Linked DNA regions of Pan troglodytes: region 1 is linked to region 2. The links are chromatin contacts, called in public Hi-C maps. All regions are on one chromosome and are shown on one strand. Each heading gives the region's core, a stretch centred on a gene start, on an enhancer-like site or on the middle of the called end of the contact. The rest is flanking DNA. Distances are from core to core; before and after follow the strand shown. Region 1 holds the start of PHLDA1 (pleckstrin homology like domain family A member 1). Region 2 has its middle 180 kb from the start of PHLDA1.

The links. Hi-C and Micro-C count contacts between places; a contact is called where the count stands out from the background.
Region 1: a contact with region 2 is called in a Hi-C map of stem cell-derived neural progenitor cells, with 4 times the contacts expected there. The contact joins the promoter of PHLDA1 here to the enhancer-like site in region 2. A contact is called at or near these places in 1 of 7 Hi-C or Micro-C datasets (stem cell-derived neural progenitor cells) and 1 of 1 datasets of contacts at active chromatin or transcription factors (stem cell-derived excitatory neurons).

Annotation. Positions count from the first base shown.
Region 1 is chr10:82,794,822-82,799,600 of NHGRI_mPanTro3-v2.0_pri, forward strand. It overlaps PHLDA1 (pleckstrin homology like domain family A member 1), which reads right to left and starts at 2,800. Exons shown (of 2, transcript XM_001161528.7): 1 at 128-2,800. The coding sequence starts at 1,365. The coding sequence ends at 154.
Region 2 is chr10:82,618,651-82,623,961 of NHGRI_mPanTro3-v2.0_pri, forward strand. No RefSeq gene overlaps it. Among named protein-coding and RNA genes, the nearest start is that of PHLDA1, 180 kb to the right of the region's middle. Within about 2 kb of position 3,786, at least 5 of the 24 cell types and tissues checked have an H3K27ac peak or open chromatin away from gene starts, as enhancers often do. A contact at or near this core is called in stem cell-derived neural progenitor cells, where this site is marked.

The sequences.
Region 1 (4,779 bases), core at 1,550-4,049, 180 kb after region 2:
CCCCAGAAACTTGGAATGAGTTTTGATTTCTCCATACAGGAGCCGAACCTGTGAACAAGCTTCCTACTCCTCCCAACTCACTACCCCCGAGACCCACTCCTCGGGAGCGCGAGTGCCGGGACCTTACCTTGTCTTGCCCGGGAGCTGCCCCCTTCAGGCAGAGTTGGAGGTGCTGCGGAGAAGCCGGTGTCCGTGCGGCTGCGAGTGCGGCTGTGGGTGTGGGTGCGGTATTTGGTGCGGATGCGGGTGCGGGTGAGGGTGTGGGTGCGAGTGAGGATGAGAGTGTGGATGTGGATGTGGATGTGGATGCGGATACGGGTGGAGCTGCTGGGGCTGAGGCTTGGGTTGGGGCTGAGGCTGGGGTTGTGATTGGGGCTGGGGTTGCGGCTGAGGCTGAGGCTGGGGTTGGGGCTGGAGCTGCGGCTGCGGCTGCGAGGGGGGCTGCTGCTGGACCAGGTGCTGCTGCTTCTGCCGCGTGGATTTGACCGCCAGGATGGCCTGACGATTCTTGTACTGCACCATCTGCAGCGTGATCTCGGCGTTCCAGCCCTGGTCTTGCGGGCACCGAAAGTCGATCTCCTTGCCCTCTGCCATCACCACAGTGAAGTACATGTACTTGCCCTTGCGCTCCACACAGTCCACGGTCTTCATGTTGGAGAAGTGCAGTTCCTTGAGCTTGACCGGCGGCTCGAGGCTGGCAACAGCGGGGCCACTGGGTTGGGACGGCTCGGCCGGCCCCTGCCCGGGCTGTTGTTGCTGCTGCTGCTGCTGCTGCTGCTGCTGTTGCTGCTGCTGCTGGTGTTGCAGCTGCTTCGGCGGGATAAGCAGCAGCCCTTCCTCAGTGAGGATGCAACACTTTTTCTTCCAGAGCTGCAACAACCCGTCGCTGCGCTTCTCCAGCACGCCCTCCTTCAGCGCTTTGCAGCCGCTACTCTCCAGCATCCTCCCAGCATAAGAGGGGCCGCCGCTTGGCTCGGCCTCTCCGTTTCCAGCCGCGCGGGCCGGGGGCAGCAGCAGCAGCCTCGCGCCGTCCTCGCCCCAGCGGCTCCCACGGCCGCCTGCCCGGAGCGCGCAGAGGAGGCTAACACGCAGGAGGCAGAGCGGCGGCGGCGGCTCTGGGTCCCGGCAGAGGGACAGCCGCGTCCTGATGCGCCACAAGGTCCCGGAGCTCCGAGCTGCCGGGCCTCTGCCGTCCTCTTGCGAGCGCTCACTGAAGGGCACTGGCCGGGCCCCCTCGCGGCGCTTTTGAATGGGCCATCTTCCCCACCCCCGAGTGACACCCAGCGGAAAAGGCGGCTCCTGGCGCCCGCACCGCGGGGGAAAGCCCAGCTCCAAGAGGCGCTCGGCAGCCGGCGCACGCCTCATTAACTTGGGGCCTTTCCAAAGCCGGCTGCGTCCACGCCCTCCAGTGTCTCTTGCTCCGCCTCTCGCCGCCCACTTGCTTCCGCGCTTGTTCCCCTGGAAGGCGACCCGGACCCGAGCCCCGGAAACTCCTCTCCTCTACCCAGGGCGATCGCCCAAGGAGCCCTGGCTGCCTGACTACTGCCGACGCTCACAGGGCGCTGCGAGGCCATCCCCCGCGTCCCGCTTCTCCCCGGCCCGCGGGACTCTCTGCTAACAGCCTCAGAAAGTGAGGACGGGGGCGCGGAGGCGGGGGCAGCCTCCAGGCAGTGCTGCCTCTCGGTTCTTGGGAATTAGCCCGGGGGATTCGCGCTGGGCTCCGAGAGCCCGCAGAACCAGCGTCGTGTCCTGGGCGAGCTAGGAGGCCGGGGCCGAGTCCCGCGAGTCCCGCGAGTGTGCCTCCCCCGGACGCCTAGGTAAACAACTGAGCGCACAGAGGCCGAGAGGACATCGTGTCTTCCCACGCATATTCGCTCACGGTCACTAAGTAGCTCTTCTTGGAAAGAGGGCGATTGTTAAAGCAATAGTGCGACTGTCGGGCTTGCCACGGGTGGAGAGAGGTGGACCCACGTCAGGTCGCATCTCGCCTTTTTCTCGACCCCGACCGCAGGCGCTAACCCGTCTTCGGCTTTCTTCTTGACCCGTACGGTGTGCAACGTCTCTTAAAACAGTAACTCAACTCTCTACAAACCGGGGTAATATCCGGTGCTGAGATCCCACACTGCAAGGCGCAGTTCCAAACGTCTGGTCGGCCTCGCAGGTCCCTCTTTCCAAGGCCTAGCCAGATCTTGGTTTTGGAATCTCATTTATCTGTGACCTGGGGAATGCAATACCCCCAGCTCCCTCCTACTCCTACATTTAAACAATGCCTATAGAAGCCGCTTCCTGGGAAGTAAGGCATAACCGAGACCTAGCCTCCCGGTAGGGAAGTTCATCCGTTTAGTAAACAGCCCCAACTACGTGCGGACCCTCACGGGGATACGAAGAATTCAACCAGGGCTGGACAAGTCAGAGTGGGCCAAGGTAAGAGTTAGGGCTGCTACTGTGCCCACGTTGGAACAGATAGATTAGTTCATCTGCTAGTTGTGTGGCAAGAGCAAAGAATTCAAGAGGGGAAGAGAAAGTGAGAGGAGCTTAGAGAGCTAAGCAAGAATCGAATCCTTTGTGTGTCATGGTAAGAAATTCGAACTTAATACCAAGGTAGTCAGAACAAAGGACAACTTTTATACACGAGGGCGTCCTGAATATTCATCTAAGAAACAATGTCTGATCAAACGGGACAATCCAGCCAGCAATCCGGAGTCCCACCGGATTATGCTTGGCCAGCTTTCTAGCCTTCACATTGTTAATTTATTAGCAATCTTTTCAGGAGAAAGGCAATTATTAAAATTATGTGGACTTCTAGTAAAATTATCTCAAAGATTTACAATTATGTATACCAACAACAAAAAAACTACATGTTTTCTGCTCCCCTGCCTTTGTAGGACAAGTGAGCATTCCAGAGAATTTCTCCATGACCAGCTGTTCATTCTTGTAAGAGGATGACATTCTTCAGCTCATCTGGAGAGGATACTTCCTTTAAGTCTGTTATTCACAGTCTCCAAGGGCAGGTGTAGTTGGGAAAGACATTTCATATGGAAAAACAAACTTGATAGGGTAAAAAAAAAAAAAAAATGAGATGTAATCTGGAGCCCCAAGTCATTTTCTTAGGAGAAACTCAAATGTGTTTGGTGTTATCTAACCTTCTGCAGTTTATCAGTCTGAAACAAATGCATTCTATTCTCATTTGAAAATGTCTGAACAGCCACCAATTTTCAAAATCACCCATTTAATTATAACTAGAGACTTTAAAGCCCAGAATTTGCAGTTACGTATTTCAGAATGATTTAGTAATTTTGTGAGCAGCTCAGAGGTTAAGTCTACAATGTCTGACTACGGTGCATTATAGAAAATATCAGTAGTGTAAGGATCCCGTAGATTGGTGATAACTTTGCTCTTAATTTGTTATTTCAACAGTTACCACCAACAGTTGGTGACTTAACAAATTAAAAGCATAGTTGCCATATGCTCATATTTGGCAAATATGTCAAAATGGCCATATTTGCCAATTTTTAAAGACAATAAATTCACAGAAAATGCATTACAGAAAATAACTTAAAAAAAAAAAAAAAAACAACTTTTGGGCCAGGCATGGTGGTTCACACCTGTAATACCAACACTCTAGGGGGCTGAGGTGAGAGGATCCCTTGAGCCCAGGAGTTTGAAACCAACCTGGGCTACATGGCAAGGCCTCCCTCTACAAATGTAAAAAAAAAATTAGCTAGGTGTGGTGGCATGCACCATGTAGTCCCAGCTACTTGGGAGGCTGAGGTGGAGGACTGTTTGAGCCCAGAAGTTCAAGGTTGCAGGAGCTAGGATCGCACCACTATACAAGCCTGGGTGGCAGCAAGACCCTGTTTAAAAAAAAAAAAAAATTCAGCTGTATATGCAATGAAAACCTACAAGTCACTGAAAAGTTACTGAAGTTTAGAAAACTAGCCAACAAAATCATTGCTTTGGTAAACAAATTTGAAATGGCTAATTGAAAGTACATTTTACAGCTGGCAATATAAAGTTATCTATCAGCAGCACTGGACAGTTCATTTTCTTCTCTTGGATAAAGTTTATCACTTGGCTTCATGGACATCACTCAGTTTTCCTTTACATCTCCAGTGTCTCCTCTATGAGGTGCTTTCTCTTCTCTCCAAACTTTTAATGTTGGAATGCCCCAAGTCTTTGTCTTTGGCTCTCTTCTTTATCTACACTCATTCCCTTGTTGATATCCAGTCTCATCACTTTTAATAACATCTATATGCCAGAGTCCCAAATTTATACCCCCAACTTATATCCAACTGCTTACTGCCGAAGAATAAAACACTGAAGTTAAAAAATAATGAACATACCAGGCAAGGGAACACTTACTAGTAAAGCCATTTACTGAGTAGTTCACTAGAGGTTTAAGTCTGAGGGGATTTTAGGTCATAGGAAAAAAAAAAAAAACTGAAAAAGAACACTCAGATGGTCAGAGGAGTCTGTAATTCATACACAATAGGTTTTAACAAATTCCTACATGGAACTGCTCCAGTTTATAGGTTAGAATTAACTATAGTGAAAAACAGCCTTCAGTTTTTATCAATTCCAGGCCAGTGAGTGCTACTATAAGTTGAAAATTCTCCATTTACACTTCTCTACAGTACGGCTTGTGTAGTCTAAGAGAAATCAAACATGTGAATGAGCTCCCAAACTATTTTCCTCACTCTAACCTACTCTACCTGCAGCCCCCTTTCTCAGTTGACAGCAATCCTCTGTACAGATGCTCAAACTAAAAACCGTAGATCA
Region 2 (5,311 bases), core at 2,536-5,035:
TGTTGGTTTCAGCATGCATTTTTTGATTAAAAATCCTTGTTAAGTACTATTTAGAATTAATTGATCAACAAGAAGTGACAATCGTATGAAACATGCTATTGTTACTTCATTTTGTAAAGAAGCTGGCCCCGCTGGCAGCTAGGATAATTTTATTATTGAAACAATGCTTGTGATGTGCCAACGGGGACTGTCATCATGGATAAAGAACATGTCACTCAGCAGCTAGCACCCCTCTTTTCAAACAATGGAAACACCCCTTCTGTGAGAATGAACTTGGATTTGGTACTAAAAATTCCCGTTTCTTATCATTTGGAAGCTGGTTAATGTCTTCAGTGTGCCAAGAAAATAAAGCCCGAATGTATCCAATTGTCCTGGTAAAGCTGCCAGTTCTTGTCCAGCTTGGCTCAGTGAAGAGAGGGGAGGCAAAAGAAAGCCACAGACAGTCTGTAGATTTCAGAAGCCATGACATGAGGGACATGACTCTCAGGCTGATCGCTTGTCCTGGATTCTGAAAGCCCATCGATACCTCCTCTTTCCAGATGAAACTAAGGCAAACTCAGATGGCACAAGTAGATTGTCAAGTTAATTTTATGTATTTTTCAACCCAGTTTCATAGGAAGACTGGAGATCTAGTGGACAAAAAAGGAAGGAAGGGAGCGAGTCATGGAGGCATGTTCCTTAAATGCCTTTCAAACCCTCTAAAGGAATAATCCACCTCTAGTATGTTGGTGCTTTAAAATGTTGACTTTCTTCTCCCTGGTTTTCATGGGTCCTGCCCTACATACCCAAACTAATTCCCCATTATTCCTAAAGTATGTTCTCTGCTCCTGCAGGCCAGCTAGAATGGTGATATCCTACAAAGACAACATCTGTTTATTCATTAAATATTTATAGAGTACATATTATGTGCCAGACACTACACTAGGTGATGGGGATCAATAGTGAATGACGCAATCATGGTCCCTGCCCTATTAATGCATACCAGGTTCAGTTCTACTTCTGCCATCACTCATATTCTTCTCTGCAGGAATGCTTACCCTCCTTCTCTCTGCCTGGAAATATTCCACGTTCCTTCTCTTCCAATAATCCTTTCCTATATATTTCCAATTCATCAACTTCTTCTCTGAACCTCATCAGCTCTTATGAGCCTATAAAAGTAATGTAGCATTTAATGATACACTTCCCTGTGTCACCTGCCCTTGTCTCATGAACCTTGTCTCCCCATTGAGGCCATAAAGCCCTTGAGGGAAGAAACCACGTCCTTTATTTCTTCTCTGCCTTCCTTACGGACTAACACAAAACTTGGTGCATTTTAAGAATGTATTGCAGATGATTACTTTAAACATGGAATTGAAGAGCAGTTCATAAGCCCTTTGTATTAGTTCCCTATGGCTGCTGTAACAAATGTAACTTAAAATGTTTTTTTAGGTCACAAACTTGGTGACTTAAAAACATAGGAATGTATTCTCTCATTGTTGTGGAGGCCAGAGTCTGAAATCAGATCACTGGGACAAAACCAAGGTGTCAACACAGCCATACTCCTTCATGAAGCTCTAAGGGAGAATTTGTTTCTTGCCTCCTCCAGCTTCTGGTGGCTATCTGCATTCTTTGGCTTGTGGCCACATCTTTCAAGCTTGGCCTCTATGATCATGTTGCCTTCTCCTCTTTTGTCTATGTCAAATCTCCCTCTGCCTCTCTTTCATAAGGATGCCTGTGATTGCATTTAGGGTCCGCCTAGATGATCCAGGATAATCTCCCCATCTCAAGATCTTTAAATTAATCACATTGGCAAAGGCCCTCTTTCCCTGTACGGTATCATTTACAGGTTCCTGGGATTAAGGCCTGATTTACGTGGGGCCCATGATTCAGCCTTAGATTTAGGGCTTTTGATTTAATAAATCTGTAGCAAACAACCGAATAAAGTCAATTAAAATCGTGAAGAATAGTCTCTCTCTTATCCAGGGATCTCTTATCCAGGAAATTTAAATATACAACAGCTAAGAATCAGAAAATAACGCAAAGTAGGTATCACAGAGTCTGCCAGTAGGCGAGACATCCTAGGGTTAAAATTTTTCAGAAGGATTCACTATTGGGAAAGCAATAGTTTGAAATAAGTCAAAAGCATATTATTTTTTAACACGTCCCTCAGGATTAAAAGAAGACTATTTCAAACTAGGATACCTGGGAAGACCATAAATTCAGATTAATTTTTTTTCCTAGGGAAGAGAGTCTTTCTAGTGGTATTCAGCCACAAAACCAATCTTTTCCCACCTAAAACTGCAGGTAGAGATAATATCCATTCCCTTTAGGAAAGTGGTAAGACAATTCAGACCAGGTAGACCACAGGTAAACTGTGTTGTTTAGTGTAGTTTGGACCTCAGCATGACCAGAGAATAACTCAGCCACTGGGGTTATTGACTGTCTGTTCAGGAGGCTAAGACAGAATCTCTAAGAAGGTGCATCCTTACGAAGGTGAAATCCCAAAGAAGATTGCCTAAAGTCTGAATACAGTTTTAAAAGAGATGAATGATCATCAGGGAGTGTAGTCTAAAAAGAGCAAAATTCTAGTTTTTAGAGTTCCAATTGTACAGGATTGAGCTGTGCTACAGTAACTGACATGATACAAACCCAGAGGTAGTTTTTAAGGTCCCTGCTTACATGTACATGAAGAGACAAACCGTAAAAAACTTCAGGCCACAGGGCTGAGGTTCAGGAACAACTCTCTTATGAGAAGGCACTGCTGGTCAAACCAACCCAATCAACATGTAATTAGTTGAAATGTTAACTTAGTTGGCTTAGTAAATCTAGTTATCTTTCTCTTAGCAAGATTTGGGTATGCTTAGTTACTACCTTTATTTTTAATGTTCTAGTGAAAGAATACCATTCATGGTCCACAATACAAATATAAATTCTCAGTGGCACCCAGCCATCATCCATTCACCCTGCAGGTTCCTCTAGGGAACTGGTGCAGGATGGCATCAACAGGGCCCACAGGTGTCACTGCTTTTGAGCTGGTGAAGGTAATGACTACCCCGAGTCATCAAGAACAGGGCATATTGTGGTCTACACTCTTGTTGATAAGGCAGGAAACTATATAATGCATTTTTAAATAATTTTCCACAAACACACTTTTTTTTAGTTTTTTTAAAAGAAATTTTTTTTTCAGCTATCTGGAAATTTTTCTTAGGAGAAACATCTCTCCTGAAGAAACCCAATCAAAGAAGCAATTCTTCACTCTCATTGATGTGCCTCAAAGCAACTTCCTCTGACTCCTCAAGACCCCAGTGAGGATCTCAGTTTAATTCTCATCTTAGTGTGGACTTTAAATCATTTTCACATCATAACATGTCAACTGTTTACCCTCTTTAATCTCACTCTTGGAGCTAGAAACATAAACATCCTTCAAGGAGGCAGCTTTGTTTGTCCAGACCCTGTCCCTTGGAAAAGTTATGATCAGCAGGAAATGAAAACAACCAGCATAGCTTTTGTTTTCATTGATATTGGTGACATTTTGCAAATGGAACACCTAAAGCCAAACCAAACCCCGGGCCTCATTCTGACCAAAATCCGAATCAAGGAACTTCATGCAGAACATTAAAAACTCAATTGTCTCCAGCTACAGCTGAATGAAAAGCTCAGATTAAAACTGGCAACGATTTACTTCCTACAAACATGCTTTGTTTCTGGCTAACTTGTCAGCTCATAAAAAACGCCTCTGTACAAGCAGCTGTCTCATTCAAGACGCTGAATCCTTTCATGGTCGTCAATACAAATGTGTTACACAGAACCCAGTCCAGGACCCTTGCTCTAAAACCCTGGCCCAGAGTGTGGGCCTCTCTGCTTCCCTGGTATGCCTTTCTTCTAATTTGATGACTTGCATTTTCAATAAATGGTTATAGAAAATGCCATGCTCTTCATGGAATCCCCTCATCATGCTGCTTCCCAGAAGCCTGTTTATGGAAAAAGCCAGCCCCAGAGGCAAAACAGAGGAGGTCTCTGAAGTTTCCAATTCTTAATCCTAGCTCTTGCTCTTAGCAGGTTTTGGCCAATTTAATGTCTTTATATCTTTAAATGTTTCCTTAGTGAGCTGAGCAACTTGCAGTGACCACCCTGAACTAGCTTGCTAGGGAGAAATCAAATCAAAATTATGGCAAACCATTTTGCAAATATAAAGCAGCTAATGAATAATGTAATGTCTTTCCCAATGAGCCAGTAAATAAATTGATGACACATCTGAGATGCCTCATTATTTCCTGGATTATTTAGAGAGGCACTGTCAACCTAACTTCAATGTCAATGGTAATATATGCCATTGTACATACTGGAGAGTGGACAGTAGCTTAAAATAAAGAGCCCCTTTTACTATTCCTGATTCTGCTTTGCTCATGTTCCTTCACTCACCTGGAATGACCTCTTTTCTCATTGCATGCTGCAAGTCTTCTCTGAGAACTAGTACACACTCATTCCTTCAAAGCTCAAGCTCTGTTAAACTTCATTAGCTCTGACCTAATAGGAAGACAATTCCAGGTGCTTGAAATTCTCACACGTAATTCCCAGTTTTGACATGCATTGGTTGTGTGACTGAGGAGATGTCACTTCACGTCTCTGAGTTCCAGTTTTCTGAACTATTAAAATAGGACTAGGAGTGCCCTCCTTGCAATTATAGCATCTTCCCCATCCAGGCTCATTTTGGTGTACGGTTAGGGGATCAGTAAAGATTGAAACAACACAGTTGCCCTGTGGCAGGGTCTGTTTAGGCCCTCTCACCAGAGCCTTGGGTTGATTCCTGACTGAGCAGAATATATAGGAAACATCTTGGCTGAGGCAAAAGACATTCAAAAATCTTTTTTTGAGGGTATATTATGTAGTAGATATGGTTCCATAGTTGTTATGGGCTAAATTGTGTTCCCTTAAAATTCATGTGTTTAAGTCCTAATCTCTAGAACCTCAAAATGTGACTGTATTTTGAGATATGGTCTTTAAAGAGGTAGTTAAGGTTAAATGAGGTCATTAGAATGATTCCGAATTCAGTATGACTGGTGTTTTTCTAAGGCCAGATGATTAGACACAGACGTACGAGAAGACAATATAAAGACATAGGGTGAAGACAGCCATCTACAAGCCAAGGAGAGAGACTTCAGAAGAAACCAACCCTGCCGACACCTTAATCTTAGACACCTAGCCTCCAGAACTGAGAGGAAATAAATTTCTCTTGTTTAAGCCGCCCAGTCTGTAGTATTTTGTTATGACAGCTCAAGCAAACTAGTAGTCACTGACCTCCTACTTTTCAGAAACTATCCCCCACTTAAAA